Linked DNA regions of Mus musculus: region 1 is linked to region 2. Evidence: chromatin contacts called from public Hi-C data. All regions are on one chromosome and are shown on one strand. The core of a region is the stretch at or near the end of the contact, and the rest is flanking DNA. Distances in the headings are between cores, read along the strand shown.

Region 1 (2,700 bases), core at 176-2,675, 160 kb after region 2:
AACAAAAAAGATCTTGTCTATGGAGACACCTTCAGTTTCGCTATGAAGCTAGTAATTTCTCTTTTTACGTGATTTTTTTTCCTCCCAAAACTGCCCACACGCTATAGAAACCAGAGTCACAAGGGTTGTGAGTAACTGCCGCCAGTTTAAGCACAGGAAAGAGGCTTTACCAAGTTCCCAGGCACACCAAGGAAAACAAAAATACATTCAATGATACAGCTCTATCCTATACTGTGTGACAAACGTGAATATACGCATCTTTCTAAAAACTTGGCCAAATCGTACTTTTGGATTCCCATTCTACCAGAGCACCACGACGCATCTCACTGTTGTGCAACTGGCCCGGCCAGCTTTGGGCTTTCTTGCATAGCTGGATATCTTTTGGTGTTCTTGTCTTTCCCTTTTGTCCAAAGGACACAAGGGACTAAACCTAGGGCCTCGCATATGATAGGTGAGTTCTCTACTACTGAGACCCTGTTCTTCTGAGATAATCTCACTATGCTGCCCAAGAAGGCCTGAACTCACTCTGGAGCCCAGGCAAGCCTTGAATTTGTGTCCTCCTCCCCCAGTCTCTAGAGTCACTGGAATTACAGGCCTGTGTGATTAGCCTAGCTTCATCTGTTGTTCTTAAAGGAGGTGTGTCCATCCACACTAACCTAATAGTGATCAGTCACAGGGCTACAACAAAACAGTCCGAGAAGGCACACTTAAAGGCTTGGATCTTTGCACTGGCTTTAACCCTTTCTTTTCTGTTGTTAGAATAGGATAATTTTTCCTGACTTCATAAGAAAATCAAATGTACTGAAAATACCATTTACTCAGTAGAAAATGTCCACTAGTGTTCGGTAATCAACTCGACAAGTAATGATAAAGTCGATAAGGTTATCTAAAAGTATCTCCATTTTCTGGTGTCTGGTCCAAACATCTTTTTTAGTACCAGCTCCTGGACACCGGATTCCCTGTGTAACGATGACAACGGTGCACACACTCACCCCAGGAGCTTCTAATCCATCCAAGACTTTTCCTTCAGGTAAACCATGAGCCCTGGATGCTCTGAGTGGAAACCGCCGATGTTCCTTTTAAGTACTTAAAATCATCTAAGAAACTAAACAGGAGTTTAGCAAGTTTCTTCCCACTATTCAGTTTCTTACAAAAGCAAACAAATGGAAAACCACCAGGCCTGACCCGAGGTCTGGGAGGTGACTCAGTGGATAAAACGCTCCCCTCATAAGCATAAAGGCCTAAGTTCAGATCCCCCGCACCCACGTTAAAAAATCAGGTGTAACCTGCCTCCTGTGAGGAGGAGACAGGTGGATCCCTGAAGCGCAATGGTTAGCCACCTTAGCCAAGGGTGTGTGTGTGTGTGGGGGAAGCTTTAGGTTCAGAAGAGGCCTTTGTCTAAAACATGAGGTCGGGGAGCTGGAGCGGTGGCTTGGCTTAGAGGTTAAGAGTACTTCCTGTTCTTGCAGAAGACTGGGTCAGTTCCTAGCACTCACATGACAGCTTGCAGCTCGAAATGGCCCATAATATATCTCTAGATCCAGTTTGACCCAGCTCTCCTGGCAGGCAAAACACTCACTCATACATGTAACATACAAATAAATAAGTCTTAAGGAAAGTAAAGGTAGGAAGACACTTGACACGGAGCTCTGGCCTCCACACACAAGTGCATACACGTACACATGTGCACACACACATATGCAAACACAAACAGCACACACACAAATGACTGACATCGTTTCTGTATATTCTCTCTTTTGATAATAATTATGCTATCTGTGCCTACGTTCCAGTTGTTAAATCAGCCAGTGGGCAGCTCTCAGAGCTATCTCCATTTGAAAAGCCCTTAGCAGGGTCTGACCCTCTCCCTCACATCACTGAACACCGAGACCACAAGTACTCTGAGGGCAGGCTGCTCTTCCAGCGGGTTTCAGCAAAACTACATTGCAACTGGCAGGAAATAATGACTTTATTTTATCAGAATCCAATCCTAGTGAACAGAAATAAACTTCTTTACAGAACACATATTCACTTAAAATATTTCTGAATACAAGTTTATATTAGTAACGACAACAGACTCCTTAGAAAAATAAAAATATTATTTTGTGGTTTTGTAGTTGGTGGTGGTCTTTGAGACATGGTTCAGGCTGGCCTGGAACTTGCTATGTAGCTAAGGATAATTTTGAACTTCGGATCCTCTTACATCCAAGTGCTGAGATTGCAAGCATGTGTCACTATGGCTAACTTTGTTTGTTTGTTTGTTTGTAATTTAACTTTTAAGCTTGATCTTTTGGAACTTTAGATTTTTTTTCCAACGATTGGGTGTTGTCTACAAGTATCGCTGAAAGTATTATTAGTAAGATGGGTCACAGATCCATTCTGTTTATTCAGAAGTATACAGTGTAACTCTGAGCAGAATTTAGTATATCCAAATGAGAACTAAAGCCGTTTAAATCCATGGAAGCTATGCTTTTTAAAAAACAAAACCATGGGCGCACTACACATCCCTGCCTGGCCTGAAACACACACTGTGAGAACTCATGGAAATCCACCCTGCCTCTGCCCCAGGAGCTCTGGGATCAAAGGCATAAAACACTCTCTCCAACTAAAACTGTACTTTCTAAAAAGCTGTATGCTTAAAGTATTAGTAATCTTAGTAGGTCTTAGTAATATAACTTTTAACTTTCAACATTAAAGTTA
Region 2 (2,700 bases), core at 42-2,541:
GCCACAAGTTGTCCCATGACATCCATATTTGAATTGAGTCACACAGGTAAATAAGTAGATAATCATTAATTAATTATTAATTAATCAGAACATTGAAAAATTTAGGTTTACTCGTCTGTAACATATATGCAATAAACTTATCTAGTGACCTCCAAACTTGTTTCCTTAGGTGAAAATATAGCCTACTTATCAGCAAGAGTCTAAATTCATAAATAAGAAAAATTTTAAAGTAAGTTATTTTAATTTATTTTATTGTATTTATATGAGTCACTGTAGCTGTCCTCAGACACACCAGAAGAGGGCATCAGATCCCATCACAGATGGTTGTGAGCCACCATGTGGTTGCTGGGAGTTGAACTCAGGATCTCTGGAAAAACAGTCAGTGCTCTTAACCACTGAGCTATCTTCCCCATCCAGTAAAGATATTTCTTATGAACAAAGATTCAGAGCAAAAAACCAAAACAAAACAAAACAAAACTAGAAAACCCTGAGATGTGTTTCATCTGTGGCTGAACAGCCTTCTGAGGAAATGTGCTTCCCGGGTAACCTAGACACTAATTCTCAGAAGTTTCTCTCTAATCTGCAAAATGTTTGTTAGAAATCCAGCAAGACACTGCCAGGCTAAGGGTGCAGCGAACTGAGCAGAAAGCTTGCTGATGCACCTGAAGCCCCAGGGGTCATTCAGCACCATATAAATGGGGCCTGGGGAGGAAAAAAACCCGCAACTCAAACCTCCGCTACCCAGTTTCCCCTCTCCTGAGCAGGTACGGGTGTCTAACTCCTGCTCGTCCCTGCCTGCTCTTCCCCGCCTGTTCGCCCCACTTCCACAGAAGCAGCAGAGCTCGTGGTCTCTTCAGTTACATCTTGACTCTGCTAGCTGTTCTGACGGAAGGTCTTCAAGATCTTGGAGCTTTAAAACATATGTGACAAATGCCCCCAGTCTGCCAGGAGGCGGGAGGATGCCCCCCATAGCCTTGTTCCGCAACAGTTATTCTGTTCATCTGTGGGATGCATTTGGTTGCATTTGTTACGTGTTTTATTTATTTTGCCACCCAACATTCCCACCTTCTGAGAGAAGATGTGAGCAAACTCCCCGCCGTTCCCCCACAAGAAAGTAATTTCTTCACCTTAGGTGGGCCATCTGCTTCTCCTAACGAGGCTGCTTTGGGCTTGAATTGAATACATCTTGTCCTGGGCGTTTTGCCAGTTGTAGGCTCCAGGAAATGGAGCAAGTAAAAGTGGTTTCCTTGTGATGCCAGGCCGTCTTTGAAATGCAACTCACGGAGTCAACCCCAAGGAAACTGTATGCACGCCCATAGGAGTGTATAGTGTCAGGAGTCCCAGAGCCAAAATCTAAGCTGTGCTTGCCTTTCCTAAGATGCAAGCCCTTTGAGCATCTGTCCAGATGCACCCATGGCGCAGAAAGATGGAGACGGAGCACTTGATTAGGACCCAAAAGAAAACTCCTGGATTAGAGGAGCCCTGGGTGCAGATCATGGTCAGTGGTCTCCCTGCTCTGACACCATCTGCAACAGGCTGCTTCTGCTACCCAGCCACACTGACAGCACTAGCCACCCGGGAACGAAAGCCTGCGCTGAAGTTTTCTCGCTAACTGAAACCTGTCACGCATAAGATCATGCCGGTAATTCTAACAATTCAGTAGTGCCTTAGAAAATATGGAGATGATTTAATGAACGTCTTTCTTTCTGAGACAGATTGAAGTATACGCACATTCATGACAAAATAGTTTAGTTTAGTTAAATATTACAAATAAATCCTTTAAGATCTGTATCGGTTGATTGACTAATAGAAATTTGTAGCATTTATTTACAAAACGTTTGCAGCCATAAATGTTGCCAATTACTCTGCACATCGTCTTCAGATCAGACAATGTGGACTGGGGGAGGGGGCTCAGGGAGGGGGCTTTATTTGGTGGAGTGTGAGAATACTGAAACCCATCTCGGCCTGGTCAATTTAGGGAATTATGGACTTTACAAGTGAAAATTGTACTTACCATTTGCTTCTGGGGATGGGTCTACCAAACTCAGCAAAGGGTCCTCACTCAGTCAGATTCCCCACACAAGGTCAGATCCATTAACAGCCTGTCATGAGCCAGGGAGATGCTCATGGATCCACTAACCCTCAAGGTTGTAGACTCAGTGAATGGCTGCTGGGGATGGAGGAGCTTTGTCCTCCAGTGATATAATCACTGGGACAAATTTATGCTCCTGCGAACAAACCATCACACATAGGCCTATAAACCAGTGTTTCTCAACCTGTGGGTCCCGACACCCTGAGGGGAGGCGCTCAAATGACCCTCTCATGGGCTGGCATATCAGATATCCTGCATATCAGATATTTACATTATGATCCATAGCAGCAGCAAAATTACAGTTATGAAGTAGCAATGAAAATAATTTTATGGTTGGGGGTCGCCATACATAAGGAGCTGTATGAAAGGGACCCAGCATTGGGAAGTTGAGAACCACCACGGTAAGCAGTCCTAGGGAAATTTACTCTCCAGTGTCAGGTTCTTGGAAACTTTGCAAGAACAGTGATAAGCCAGACAGCCCTTCATTCCATAAATATTTACAGAGACCCTAAATATCTGCCATTTGAAAAGTATTTGCCAAGTGTCCCTTGGAATCCAGTCTACAGTCAGTTTACAAACAAAATGGAAAGATTTTAGCCCTTGGGGTG

The links. A called contact is a pair of places that touch in the nucleus more often than the background predicts.
Region 1: a Hi-C map of granulocyte-monocyte progenitors shows a contact between it and region 2, with 2.4 times the contacts expected there. The contact joins two enhancer-like sites. A contact is called at or near these places in 3 of 484 Hi-C or Micro-C datasets (cerebral cortex, granulocyte-monocyte progenitors and spermatogonial stem cells) and 1 of 115 datasets of contacts at active chromatin or transcription factors (microglia).

The regions. Positions count from the first base shown.
Region 1 is chr8:57,591,391-57,594,090 of GRCm38.p6, forward strand. All of the region lies in intron 1 of Galnt7 (polypeptide N-acetylgalactosaminyltransferase 7), which reads right to left. Among named protein-coding and RNA genes, the nearest start is that of Gm25379, 43 kb to the left of the region's middle. Within about 2 kb of position 1,426, at least 61 of the 459 cell types and tissues checked have an H3K27ac peak or open chromatin away from gene starts, as enhancers often do. A contact at or near this core is called in granulocyte-monocyte progenitors, where this site is marked.
Region 2 is chr8:57,435,085-57,437,784 of GRCm38.p6, forward strand. No RefSeq gene overlaps it. Among named protein-coding and RNA genes, the nearest start is that of Scrg1, 19 kb to the right of the region's middle. Within about 2 kb of position 1,292, at least 71 of the 459 cell types and tissues checked have an H3K27ac peak or open chromatin away from gene starts, as enhancers often do. A contact at or near this core is called in granulocyte-monocyte progenitors, where this site is marked.